4 separate regions of the Mus musculus genome follow, and regions 2, 3 and 4 are each linked to region 1. Evidence: chromatin contacts called from public Hi-C and promoter capture Hi-C data. All regions are on one chromosome and are shown on one strand. Each heading gives the region's core, a stretch centred on a gene start, on an enhancer-like site or on the middle of the called end of the contact. The rest is flanking DNA. Distances are from core to core; before and after follow the strand shown. Region 1 holds the start of Aste1 (asteroid homolog 1). Region 2 holds the start of Topbp1 (topoisomerase (DNA) II binding protein 1). Region 3 holds the start of Ryk (receptor-like tyrosine kinase). Region 4 holds the start of Anapc13 (anaphase promoting complex subunit 13).

Region 1 (3,019 bases), core at 369-2,868:
TGAAAAGCTCTGTACGAAACATACCTCAAGCCTGATCAAAACCTGTATGAACACTTCTCGGATGAGTAAGGGGCACACATTCCCACCCCCACCAAGAGAAAGGGAACGGGCTGCTTGGATCTTCTCTTTTGCTCGATCCTTCAAAGTTGTCAGCTTTTTATCTGAAATGTCACATCCTCCATCTAATACAACATACGGACAAATATGACACACAAACAGTGATTCAAAGAATTTCTGTACAACATCTGCGAATAAATCATAGTCTCCTCCATACCTGAGCTCCAAGTCAGAATTGAAGCAAAGTCGGTGGAAGAGAGAATAGCCATCAATGATAAGTTTTGTGTTCCGCAATTTCAAATCAACGAAGAATTCATTACTATAATCTTCCACAAAGCTCATTAGTCCCCGAATACCCATGATGATCGACAGAAATCCCTGTTGAAACAAACAAAAAAAATCAATTGCTGGTCTTTTTGATGGCTATTCTTGGTTGTCAATCTGAGTATATCTAGAATCAATCAAGACCCAAACTGCAGGATACGCTGTTGAGGAACTTTGCTTGATTGGATTATTGGAGGTGGAAGACAGAACTTATATCTAGGCCACACCACCTCATGGCAGCCCATATAGAGATAAAGGAAGAAATCTGTTTTGTGAGGGTCAAGGCCAAAAGTCCTAAGCTATAAAAATGACAACCCAGCATAAGACACATAATGAGCCAATTTTTTTTTTCCTTATGGATAACTAGACCCTTGTTACAGGTCTTGAGTGTAGGGTACATTGGAGAGTAGTTTGAGCTAAGGAAAAACACAGCTTTATGCTTCTAGGATCCCAAGTATACAATTTCAACCTCAACTGGATTCTTACACCCCCTTACTAATGGCCTATCTGGCTAACAACTCATAGGATTAGTATTACTGGTTTCCCCCCTCGCCTCTGGCTTCAAATATCGCTTAGCACGATGCTATTGCCAGCCTTGCCCGTGTTTAAAATCGTGAAAGTTTTGCCAACCTTGGAATTTTTGCATTTTGATTTTTGTGGGGCTACCACATAAAAAAATGCATCCTCCTGAATTTTTTGCCTTTGGTATCAGCTTACATTATTGCACTTGATTTTTTATCTCACCTCAGATCCACCTCGGCCAACATCTCAACACTTTTTAATTCTGAATCGTCATGTCTTTCCCGGTTTGTCATGTGGTTTCTGCGAACTCACTGTAAACTAATGACTTGACCTTGAGCGAAGTAGCTCAAGGAATGCAAGCAAAGGGCAGGAAAAGGTAGGATCTAATTCCTCAACCACCAATCTTCCTACCTCAACCTGCTCCTGCCCTCCGGATCCGCCGGCTGCTTCCGCCCGACCGCCGGCTCACTTCACCAGCAGCAGCAGGTAGGATCCCGGGGAGAAACGGCAGACCCGCGGGTGCGTGGAAGACCGCGAGCGGAAACAGGAAGTGCTGCGAACGACGTCACTGGGAAGCCTGGCTCCGAGAAGCTGAGGGCTCTCCCTGGAGGAGAAAATGCTTTCGGGCCGGGTGGTGGGAACTTGGTGTGAGAGGTTGAGCCATTCCTCTCACACTTGCGGCCGCCTCCTCACCCTGCTCGCTTCGCCACGCCTCGAAGGGTCCGGCGCGCTTCCGTTGGATTGGACGCCGGAACGTCGACTTCCCAGCAGCCCCCGCGCCGTCTCCGTGGCGACGATGTTAAACAACCACGCCCTCCGAGGCAGCGAGCTCTAGGCTGACGGAGGCTTGGCCGGGCGCCGCAGGCTGGGGACCTGTAAAGGTAATGAAAGTGGATCTCTCGGGCAGCCGGGTCCCACAGCCCCTGGACCGCATTCCCCTTCGGGAGACTAAGCGCCCTGCTCCTCGATATACATTCACGCGCTCCGCGAAAAACTTAAGGTTTATTTGTTGAAGAGACAAGTTTTTTCGTTTTACCTCAGGGTTAGAGTTTACTTCTCAGGTCAGATTTAGTTAGCAGAACCTCAGGTCAAAACAGCTTCCTAGTTTTTTGGGTTTTTTGACATGGACATAAACCACTCAGTTCTTACCATCGGTAAACACTTGACTTTCTCTTTACCTGCCCCAGCGGGATGGGTACCCCAGGGATGGTTAGCACAAAGTGGGCGTCTCTCAGCTTTCTTCTAGTTCCTATTATGTTTTCTTTCCTTTACTTGTCTTTGGGTCACATTTGGTATGCTGGATCTTTCTTCGCTCTCCAAACGTTTGCTAACAACTGTATGTCAGCTGTTAGCTAGGCCCCAGGGATACAAGCATAACCTGTGTCCCTAGCACCCAAGTTCATCCTCTGCCCTAGGTTCAGATCCAGCCTGCAGTGTGTGTACATTCCATGGATACCAACTGAGATGAGGGCGACAGAGCTGATTCTGTGTGATGAGCCTGGAGAGGCTGCTCACACACTGCTGGGTTTATTACTCCATTACAAATAGAAGCTTTGGTCCTCCATCTTGAGTTCAGCTCTTTACTAAGTGGGGACTTTAATCGCCTCTCCACATTGAGAATTATTATTAGTGATCTGAAAGGCGACAGAGAGGCCATTTTTTTTTTTTGAACAGCCTAGTTTATCTAGAAATCACCACTTTTATGCCAGTCAAAGAAGCAAACAGAAGGTACCTTTTAGGACCTATTCTTTAGATTCTGCAGATTTTAGTAACGTTTCCTTGAGGAGAGGGGCATTGCTCTCACTGGGACTAGATCAAACCACAGATTAGTACATTATTTAAAGAAGACAAAATTACAAATAGGTTTTATGTTTTGCAGTTTTTTTTTTTCTGTTTGAGTGTCCTTGTAGGTTTTGTGGTAAATGTTGAGCCCACAGGTCAACACTATAACACTATTTTTTTCTCGTTGTTTTAGAATTGCTGAATATGAAAACCTAATGCCAAGGTGTACATAGTATTCAGCGTAAAGTCCTATTTTCATGTAGATTTTAAACAAAAGCACAGTTTTCAATAAAACATTCAACACTTTGATGGAATGGAGTAAGAGTGTGTTTTG
Region 2 (3,449 bases), core at 571-3,070, 2.1 Mb after region 1:
AAACTGAGGCAGAAGCACAGAGTTCCAGATCAGTCTGGGCTACACTGTGAGACTCAGTCTCAACTCTTTCACTGCCCCCATACTGTGTAGTTTCTTGCTTATCACCTGATTAATACCGATTTCCTGTTCTATGTATGCTGAAAGAGGAGAGATATTTGCTTGTTCTGATCATTGGTGTACCCCAAGTATTATGCTAGAGGAAAACCTGTCAGATGACGGACACTCAATTGATGATTGCTAAGTGAGTGAACTTTAAAAAACAAAACAAACAAACAAACAAAAAAAAAACAGCTAACTTCTCAAACCTGAATATGCACTGGGACTTTTGTTTAAAATGCATATTCTAATTGTCAAATGTGGGTTGGGATCCCAAGGCTCTGCATTTCTAATAGATTCCCAAGCTACAAGGACATTACTAGGGTTTGTGAATGGCAAAGCTCAAAACTACTCCCATCATTCATTCATTCATGAATATGTGTGTGTGTGTGTGTGTGTGTGTGTGTGTGTGTGTGTGTGTGTATGAGAGACAGAGAGAGAGAGACAGAGAGAAAGAGAGAGAGCAAGCAATGAACCAAAACTATTGCATTGTGACTCCGTTTTTCAGTGCTTAAAGGATCAATGGGGTTAGTAAACAAAACAAGTCAGGAACTCTAAGTCAGAGGACTGGGAAGATGGCTCAGACACACACACAAACAGACACAGACCGGGCGGGGGTAGGGGATCAAACTGTAGGTTAACATCCAATTGTCACAATAGATTTCAATCCTCCCAAAAAATATAATGGTAAACTTGCATCAACTAAAAATTATATAGCAGTGATTTATCTGTATTAAGCATATGCTATAGCAAAATTTCATTAAAATTATCTACTTCTAAGACATAAAATCCAACAAAGCAAAAACATTTAAAACATGAAAATGAGCTCAAGTATCAAATAAGACATATCCATTAATTCTTACCTCAAGAGCTTTAAAAAAGCATTCTGAATTGTCCGAAGACTTTAAAAACTTCACAAGAAACGGCTCTTGGTCATTTCTGGACATAGCTGAACTGTGAGAATAAGGCAGTCAAGAAGAACAAAAGTCAGTCAGTCAATCAGGGAATTAAATGTACAAGTCAACTATTTTTGTAGGGTTTTTGGTTTTTTTTTTTTTTTTTTTTAGTTTTGAGACAAGCCCTGGCAGTCCTGGAATTCGCTCTGTAGACTAGGTCTGCCTGGCACTCAAGAGATGCTCGGCCTCTGCCTCACTCAAGCTGGCAAAAAAGGGAGTGTGCCACTACCGCCCGGCCTGCAAATCAACTATTTTCTTATGCAGACAAGAGTGCCTAAGACATAGCTATCTGGCTTGGTTCATCAATTCATTCAAGATGTTTACAAAGGGCCCCAGAAGGTGGGCAAAGTCGAAGAAGAAAAAAAAGGACACGGATCCTTGCAAACGTGAGAACAAAATGAACGTTCCTGATTGAATCCCCTGAGACCCTTGGTTTGGTCCTCAGTCACTCACTGTTCACTTGCATGGGGCTTAAGACGACGCAGGGCGCCGCTGCGGCTACGGGTACCCACAGCCCGCAAGATTTGCTCCTAAGTTAACGAACTCTGAACGCAAGCAGCCACCGTGCAAGGTCGTGCACGCTCGGCCCAGCTCCCAGGGAAAGGAGCGTCCAGGCCGCGGCTCCCCAGGGACCTGAGGCCCACCCGCCGGTTAGGAGAGGCGCGAAGGCCGCAAGAGGCGCCGGGCGGCCACGCCGGCCGGGAGGAGCCGAAGCTCGCTCACCTAGGTGGAGCCCGAGGGCCCACGGGCACCAAGTCGGGGGGCGCGCGGCCGGCAGGACGGCGGCTGGGGTCGGGCGCCAGCCCGGCGCGCAGCCCCCGCCCTCGGCGGCGCCCCCAACCCGAAGCTAACGCTGCAGAACCCGGAAGGGCCAAGACCGGGAACCGACTTTCGCGCCAACCGAGCGGACGCCACACCTCTTCCGGAGGAAGTGGCGTCATCGGGGCCCCCGCTCTGGGAAGCGGAGCGGTCGGAAGAGGGCGGTCCTTGGGCACGCTTTCCCGAGATGCTCTGGGGTCTGGGTTTGCGGCAACAGTTTCGGCTGCGGCGCAGCTCATCGTTCGTGGCGAGGGCCTGCGGGCGGCCGGACCGATCAGCCTTAAGTCCAGAACGTGCAGAAGTGGGGCGAGGGGGTCCAGTGGCGAGTTCTCCTGACGGTGCCGGGGCAGCGCATGAAGCTAATAGCGGCTTGTGGGTGGGAGGATGTTAAGAAAGTCAAGGTCTGACTCCCCAAAGTGGATGAACAATCAATCCTTACCAAAGCCAAAAACAGTAACGGAAAGAAGACTGGGTGATGAAAGGCACGCTAGATTATTGATTAGGTTATATTCACATTCAAGACTTTTAAAATATGTATTTCTAAGCCGAGCAGTGGTAGAGCACACCTTTAATCCCAGCACTTGGGAGGCAGAGGCAGGCGGATTTCTGAGTTGCCAGCCTGGTCTACAAAGTGAGTTCCAGGACAGCCAGGACTATATAGAGAAACCTGTCTTGAAACTCCACCCCCCCCCCCCCAAAAAAAAGTATTTCTAGATATCCTCTATCAGGTGTATAATTGGCAAAGATTTTCTCCCATCTGTATGCTTATTCATTTGATTAATTTTTCTTTGCTGTGCACAACCTTTTAACTTCACGCAATCCCATTTCATTTGTCCGTTGTTCGTATTATATCCTGAGCAACTAGGGCCCTATTCAGAAAGCCCTTGACTATTTTGGTTTCAGGATTTCAGTTCTGACATTAAGGTCTTTAATCCATTTGGAGTTGATATTTGTGTAACGCAAGAGAGATTAAGATCTAGTTTCCTTCTTTTATGTATGGCTATCCAATTTTCCCGGCACAGTTTATTACAGAAGTTGGTTTTTTTCTTTTCTGATGTGTACTTCCGGCATTTTGTGACAAAGAATCTTTACTTAGCCAAACCTGTAGTCTGACTACTGGTCGTTCTCCTTGTAAAAATCCAGTTAGATCCTGCCACCTTTGATAGCTCATGCCCTTTCTCATTTTTCACTGTCCCCAGGTAATATCTGACTATTCTGGCCTATCTACAGTAAGAAAACTCTTAGGTTCTAACCAAAACCCCATTCTTATGTTACCTCTTAAAAGTTGCTAAGGGTAGCCGGGGGCAGTGGTGGATCACGCCTTTAATCCCAGCACTCAGGAGGCAGAGACAGAGGCAGGCGGGATTTCTGAGTTCAAGACCAGCCTGGTCTACAAAGTGAGTTCCAGGACAGTCTGGGCTACACAGAGAAACCCTGTCTCGAAAAACAAACAAACAAACAAACAAACAAAAACAAAAAAAAGTTGCTAAGGGTAAATTATTGATAAAATGCTGAATTATTAGCCACCCCCAGCTTTATTTTATTTTATTTTATTTTTTGAGACAGAGTTTCTGCATA
Region 3 (3,230 bases), core at 159-2,658, 2.6 Mb after region 1:
TGCTAGACTAAATTCAGCTAATTCAACTAGACTATAAGGAAGGTTAAATTAGGATGTTAGGAAAACACAGTTCTTTAGTTAAAGCCGATAAACCTACACATACAACTATGTCTAAACAGTCTGCTAAAAGCAGTTTTCATTCCGAGGCTAAACTCTCTCAACAGACCCTAAGAAACTCTTCTAACAGGCAGAAGGCTCTCTGTGAGCTTGAGGCCAACCTGGTCTACATAGTGGATTCCAAAACAGCCCAGGCTACATAAAGTCCCTGTCTGGAAAGGAAAAACAAAACAAAACAAACAAACAAACAAACAAACAAAAAAACCTCCTCTAATACACACATACGCATACACACGCGCGCGCACACCACACACACACACACACACACTTGGGGGAGGCATACTCGCTCACTAAAAAAGTGACACTTAATGGATATTTAGGGGGAGACCTTTCCAGTTCCAACACTTCACTCTAAAACACCCCGATAAAAAGTGAAGGGACTGCCTTAATGCACAAAAGACGGCAAAAGCTGGGTATCCCTAACTATCAGAGACTTCCTTTTGATGGCTGGCCAGGCCTTCCTTCAAGGGCTGATTTTCAGAATGCACAGAGTTCCAAGCGGAGGGCAGAGTCGGACTCCCCAAACAACGGGCTAAACAGGTAAACGGAACCACCGCCGACGGACCCCAAAGCCAAGTTCTCCTCTCGCTTCAGGGTCTGCAGAGTAGGCAAGTGGCCTGGAACGGCAGCATCAGGTCACACTCAAGGAACCCAAGGCAAACCCCGATGCTTGGGATCCGGTCGGCCCGAAGGTGTGCAGGATGCCACACAACTCAGGGCGCCCGGCTCACCTTGCCCCCCACTCGCTAACCAGAAAGCAAGCGCACGGCGGCGGCGTGGCCTGTGGGCCACCCACAGCAGGCTAAGGAGCGGCCACCCGTGTCCCGAGCGCCGACTCCGAGGCTCCGGAGCTCCGCGGCCTAGAGTGACACGCGCAGGGAGGCTGCAGAGAGGGAGAGAGAGAGAGAGAGCGCGGGCGGCGCAGCGGCAGCACCGCGGGCTCACGAGGCCCCGGGAGCCGCGCCACTCACCAAGCAGCCGGCGCACCTCGTCCTCGCTCAGGTAGAGGCTCACGCTGGGTCCCGCAGGAGCGGCGGCCAGGGCCGGGGACCGCGGGGCGGCGGCGGGCAGCATCGCCAGCAGCAGCAGCAGCAGCGGCGGCGGCGGGGCCCTCAGGCCGCCGCTCCCCGGGACGCCGCCCCGGCCCGCGCGCATGGCCGCCGCCGAGCAGGAGCGTCCGCCGCCCGCCGCGCCGCCGCGCACCCCGGCCCCGAGCGCCTCACAGCCCCGAGCCGGGGGCGGCCGGCCAGCTCATCGCGCCGCCGCTTCAGACCCGCCGCCCGGGAACGGGAGGGGGTGGGGGGGCGAGCTGCGGGCGGAGACGCGCGCGTGCGCGTGCCCGCCGTGCGCGAGGGCGCGCACGCATGTGCCGCCCGACCGAGAGCGCCTGGTTCTGGGGCGCGCGTGCACGGGAGAGCGTCTCAGACCTGAGGTCGGGGTGGGGGCCGCGCGTAGGGGTTGGTATAAATAACATTACGTTGTTTGCCAGGCTGAAACGCGCGAGGAATAAAGGAAATGAGTTAAAGAGACACAAACTAATCAAAAACAATAATGAAGTGCCCTGGCCAGGCGAAGGGCTCTAGGCTAATATAGCCAGTCCCCAGCCCAAGTCGTTGAGGCCTAGAGTCGGTTGGTCTCTTTATTCTTCCCCAGGTGCGCCCTGAGTCTTGGATGCTGTCTCAAAAGAAAAGAATGCTGTTTTATTTAGTGAGAAGGGACGGGTACGTAGAAATCTTCCCTTATCCCACCATCAGAGGTCAGCCTCTAGTTAGCATGTCTGTTCCCTAAAATTCACATGCCACACACTTTCCAGAAAGCAAAAACAAAAACAAAAAAAACTCATAAAACCTTAGTAAACTTTTTATTTTGTATTTTGGTTTACAGTTTGTTTGTTTGTTTGTTTGTTTTGAGACAGGGTCTCACTATGTAGCCCTGGCCCGCATGGAACTTGCTATGTAGACCAAGCTGGCCTTGAACTCACAGAGATCTGCCTGCCTCTGCTTCCCAAGTGCCAGGATTAAAGGCCTGTGCCACCCATGCCCAGCAAGCTTATTTTTACATGTGACGAACTTTTATTATCCTAGTTCTCCTTTACTGTAAATCAACCTGTATCTGGGCTTTTAACCTGTGGTCCATGCCAGCCCCCCCCTCCAAAACATGGAATGTATGTGAGTGTGTGCTTATGGCTGTACATGGCTGTCTGTGTGCATGGGTGCTTTCACATACTGGAGAGTGGTTTTTACATTTCATCCCTTGCTCTAGGAAGCCCTTGTCTCCCTAAACCGGTTAAGGATCTCTGATACATCCCAGAGACTCTGATGAAGAATTTGGGGAAGCCCCAGTCAAGCTTACTCCACAAGCCATCACTCAGGCTGGCTCCCAAGCATCCCTTCTCACTTCCTCCAGAACAGGGTCATCCCATCCCTGTGACCCGTTCACTGACCTTATGCCTCCCTCCTTGCCTGTGGAGAGCAGCTGCTTTCTGCCCGGCCTAGCTTCAAGCTCCCAGTTGCCCATCCACACGCAGGCCCTGAGAGATATTACCTGTATCCCCTGCCAGGGCAGGGAGAGAGACCGAAGAGGAGGATAGTTGGATCTTGATATTTTTCCCCCCTCTCTCCTGTAGTGAGAGGGATGGATTCCATTTGGAGACAAGCTGGCCTCAATTTGTCAAGCTTCAGTTCCCCAGCACAGAATACAGTGCCCTGCAGGAAGAGACCAGGAAGTGGGCATGAACTGAACAAAAGCATGCCATCAGTGAATGATGAAAAACACAAGTCACCTGTGGCCACAGCTACCTCGTAGGGAACCAGGGCCCTGCCAGGAAGGACTCTAGGAACCTATGCTGTGAACAGGGCTCTCTACTCAAGAAAACAAAGGGGGTGGGGGCGGAGCCGTCTTGAAAGCAAAGGTTTGCTGTCTACATTTTTTGCAGCAAGCTAATAATCTCCAAGAATGGAAGCTGAGTCTTCTAGAGGCTGGTTTACTTCCATATCTTTAGCCAGTGACATCTTGAGATACTATGATACAATATATCCCAAAGGTGTCAGTCAAGCGGGACTAAGCACTGGTATTTATCAATGGTGTGGCCTTGGGAAAATTAAACTCTCCTA
Region 4 (3,278 bases), core at 143-2,642, 2.8 Mb after region 1:
AATTCAGATTCCTGGCACCCGCAGAAAAAGCCTGGCACGATGGCACACTTGTGTTCTCTGGGAAGCTGCCAGGCCAGGCAGTTTAACTGAATCAGAAAGCTCCAGGTTTAAGATTCAAAGTAATAAAGGAAGACACTGATGTTGACCTCTGGCCTCTACACTCATCTACAACTCCACCTGTACGCAGAAATCTCCCCCACCACCACAACTTTCGTGTACGCGTATACACACACACACACACTGAAGCTCCCTCTGCCACGTTAAAACCAGGTGATAACTTAGCAGTTTTCCTCAGACATAACCAGACCCTAGCTAGTGGATAACGCAAAGCCAGCTGAAGGGCCACTTCTAATCACCCCTCAGGGTTTGACAAGCCTTTTGTTTTTGTAGCTGAGCCTTGGGCTGCATTTCACACCTTCTGGTGCTGACTTTCCCAGTCCCTATGGATTGCACCTTTTTCTAAAGTGCTCTGACTTTCTCTCCAGCTTTTCAGCAGGCTCTGTCCTTGAATGCTTTGCTGCTTGCCTCAAATGATCTATGAAACAAGTCAGGTCAGCTTTGTGACTGACTGGCAGGGTACTACTGTCTCCAGCGGTAATGTAAGGATACCCAGTCTTTCCACAAGTTCGCCTCAATACTTTGTAACATGACTCTCTTCTACATGCTTAGAAACTAGCACGCTTTTCACCCACCCCCGTCCCTCATCACTTATGCTTGGCCGTCCTTCCAAACACATCTATTTTCCTGGGTCAGGTGCTCGGGTGCTCACCCTTTACGTAAACAGAAAGTTCCCCCGCTCCGGATACCAGATAATATCAAACTCTCAGCTCTCAGATTGTTTCCTTTAGACCCCAGGCTGAGTGCAGTCCCAAGGGTCCATTCCTTCACCAGTCCCCTAGATCTCTGGGCACAATACGTGACAACAGGAGGAAAGCTTGTCACATTGCCCGGATATCTCTTTCTAGACATTAGATGCGTACGTCCTATGAGACATACACACCTTTCATGCACACAGCTTTGTAAATGTATTTCTAAGCTACGAGCACGGCGCCTACACTAAAATGGCCCTCGGAGGCCACCATCCTGGGACACTACAGTCACCCGCTGCAGCGACTTCCGGTTCGAGGGGTGGGAGGATACTACATGCGGAAGTGCAAGGGGGGAGGTCGAGCGTCGCCATGGGGGCTCCGTTCCACTCCGCACAGCGTGCAGTAAAGAAGTGGCTCTGAAGCTCGGTTGAAAGTACCGGCCCGCGCCTCTGGAAGCGGTAGACGCCGGAGTTCGAGGGCGAACGCTTGGCCACCCTCGGAAACCCGGGCCGCGGGCGCGAAAAACCCTTACCCACTGCGCGCGCGTCGGCTTCCTCCCGGCCCCGCCCTTCTTCTGGGTCACGTGACTCGCGGCGCTCTCAAGCCCCGGATGTGGGTGAGTCCAAGCGCTGCGGCAGGGGGCGGGACGGACAGCGATTTGTTGTGACTTGCGCGCATCCCCGGCCGGAGGAACGGCGGGCAGGCCCGGGGGCGCGCTCCGCCGGAGGCGCGCTCTGCCGGGGGCGCGCTCTGTAACCGACCGCATGCCCCAAAGACGGGCGAGCTGCGGCTAACTGTGGTGCGGTCTCGGCCCTGGCCACGGTGGTGCCGCTAGGCTCCAGGCCTCATGGCCCGCGGCCGCAGCTCGTTGCGGCCCACCTGCCGCGGGGCTTTCCAATGCCGGGTTGCGGCTGCCCGGTCGTCGCGCCCCTGGGTTCCTCCTCCTCCCTATGGGACTCTGGGCTGGCCGGCCAGGTGCTTCGGCCTGCGGGAGGGCGGGCTGCGGGCTGTGGGCTGCATGGCTCCCGGGAAGGGACCCGGCTGCTGCTGCTGCCGCCGGTGTAGGACCAGGCCTTAGCGTTAGCCGCCCAGCGGGAAGCCCGCAGGGTTCCTTGGTGATGTTAGTATGAGAGGTGCGGAAATGTGGCGGGAACCCCTGATGGCAGGGGAATTGCAGATGGCTTCACGCTTTCAAGTCAAGCATAGGAAACAAGATTGGTGGAGTGAAAGTTTGGAAAGGGGAATTCCACAACAGCGCTTTCACGCGGAGACACTTGACAGTGAATGGGCTTTTGTCCTTTACAAAATCGTGGAGTTAGTGCATTCTGATGTCAGACCTAGTTTTCATTTACAGACTGTAGACTTGTTGCCAAAAGTGCTCCCCATTCTCCCCAACTAGCGCTGGCTCTCCTTTGTAGCTATGATCTGGAACTTGCAGTGTAGACCAGGCTGGCCTCAAACTCAGAGATGGGCCTACCTATGTCTCCTAATTAAGGATCCGCGCCACCTCGCCTGGCTTTCTTGAGGCCAATTTAGAGTTTCAAAAATGTATTACTTTATTATAGCTCTTTGTACAACTCGAATATTTGTATTTTATATTTTGTATGTAAGTCAGAGATCAATGGCTATAGTTATCTTTAGCTTTTTACACTTTTTTTTTTTGTTTTGTTTTTCGAGACAGGGTTTCTCTGTGTAGCCCTGGCTGTTCTGGAACTCACTCTGTAGACCAGGCTGTCCTCGAACTCAGAAATCCGCCTGCCTCTGCCTCCCGAGTGCTGGGATTAAAGGCGTGCGCCACCACGCCCGGCTTTTACACTTATTCTTAAAGGCTGCAGCTTAACGATATGATGAAACGAATTATCTTATTTGGAATGCAGCGCCATTTTTAGGTTAATTTTTGTCCCGTGCTCTCTGTCTTTTACTGTGTCGTCCTCAGTGGTCAGTATAGTAAAGGAGGCTGCGAAACTAAAGAGGGTTAGAGACTTAAACCACAGACACATGTCCCTTTAAAATGTGTATATGCTGAAGTTTCAGAAACAATGGAGATATTGTTAATCATGCTGCTGCTGCTTCCTCCCGTGGAGCGGTAGGGACCGGTTACTTAGGCTTTCCTGTACTGTGTGGTGGCTGATGGTGACAGCATTAGTCCACACTGTCATAGCTTAAGGTGCTCCCCATGCCAAAGGCTAGAGTTGCTTTTTTAAGTTTTACAAAAACCACAGTACTATTTTTACATCAGTACAAATTTATAAAAAGCACACAGTGTCAGTGTCCGGTGAGTTCAGGTTCTTCAGCTATTCCATATGTGCTTGTAATACCAAAGTTGTAGACTTGTAGACCAAAGTCCTACAGAGAACTGTCAGCTGCATTCGGTTGCTAGGCCTTCAAAACCCTCTAATCAATAATCAAAACCCTCAATTTCTTTCTTTCATATATATACATATATATTATATACATGTATTATATGTG

What was found. Promoter capture Hi-C pulls out the DNA fragments that hold promoters and counts their contacts. A called contact is a pair of places that touch in the nucleus more often than the background predicts. Capture Hi-C pulls out chosen DNA fragments and counts their contacts.
Region 2: a contact with region 1 is called in a promoter capture Hi-C map of adipose tissue, with 4 times the contacts expected there. The contact joins the promoter of Topbp1 here to the promoter of Aste1 in region 1. A contact is called at or near these places in 2 of 39 promoter capture datasets (liver and pre-B cells), 2 of 484 Hi-C or Micro-C datasets (CD4 T cells and CD8 T cells) and 2 of 9 other capture datasets (adipose tissue and liver).
Region 3: a promoter capture Hi-C map of liver shows a contact between it and region 1, with 4 times the contacts expected there. The contact joins the promoter of Ryk here to the promoter of Aste1 in region 1.
Region 4: a contact with region 1 is called in a Hi-C map of regulatory T cells, with 9 times the contacts expected there. The contact joins the promoter of Anapc13 here to the promoter of Aste1 in region 1. A contact is called at or near these places in 2 of 39 promoter capture datasets (liver and pre-B cells), 5 of 484 Hi-C or Micro-C datasets (CD4 T cells, CD8 T cells, pre-B cells and 1 more) and 1 of 115 datasets of contacts at active chromatin or transcription factors (thymic regulatory T cells).

The regions. Positions count from the first base shown.
Region 1 is chr9:105,393,961-105,396,979 of GRCm38.p6, reverse strand. Aste1 (asteroid homolog 1) reads right to left here and starts at 1,618. Exons shown (of 5, transcript NM_025651.5): 1 at 1,315-1,618; 2 at 1-435. The coding sequence starts at 417. It overlaps Nek11 (NIMA (never in mitosis gene a)-related expressed kinase 11), which reads left to right and starts at 1,693. Exons shown (of 16, transcript NM_172461.3): 1 at 1,693-1,784.
Region 2 is chr9:103,303,698-103,307,146 of GRCm38.p6, reverse strand. Topbp1 (topoisomerase (DNA) II binding protein 1) reads right to left here and starts at 1,820. Exons shown (of 28, transcript NM_176979.5): 1 at 1,776-1,820; 2 at 960-1,050. The coding sequence starts at 1,043.
Region 3 is chr9:102,833,098-102,836,327 of GRCm38.p6, reverse strand. It overlaps Ryk (receptor-like tyrosine kinase), which reads right to left and starts at 1,408. Exons shown (of 15, transcript NM_013649.3): 1 at 1,089-1,408. The coding sequence starts at 1,272.
Region 4 is chr9:102,624,410-102,627,687 of GRCm38.p6, reverse strand. It overlaps Anapc13 (anaphase promoting complex subunit 13), which reads right to left and starts at 1,392. Exons shown (of 3, transcript NM_181394.3): 1 at 1,342-1,392. It overlaps Cep63 (centrosomal protein 63), which reads left to right and starts at 1,564. Exons shown (of 17, transcript NM_001081122.1): 1 at 1,564-1,784. The coding sequence starts at 1,707.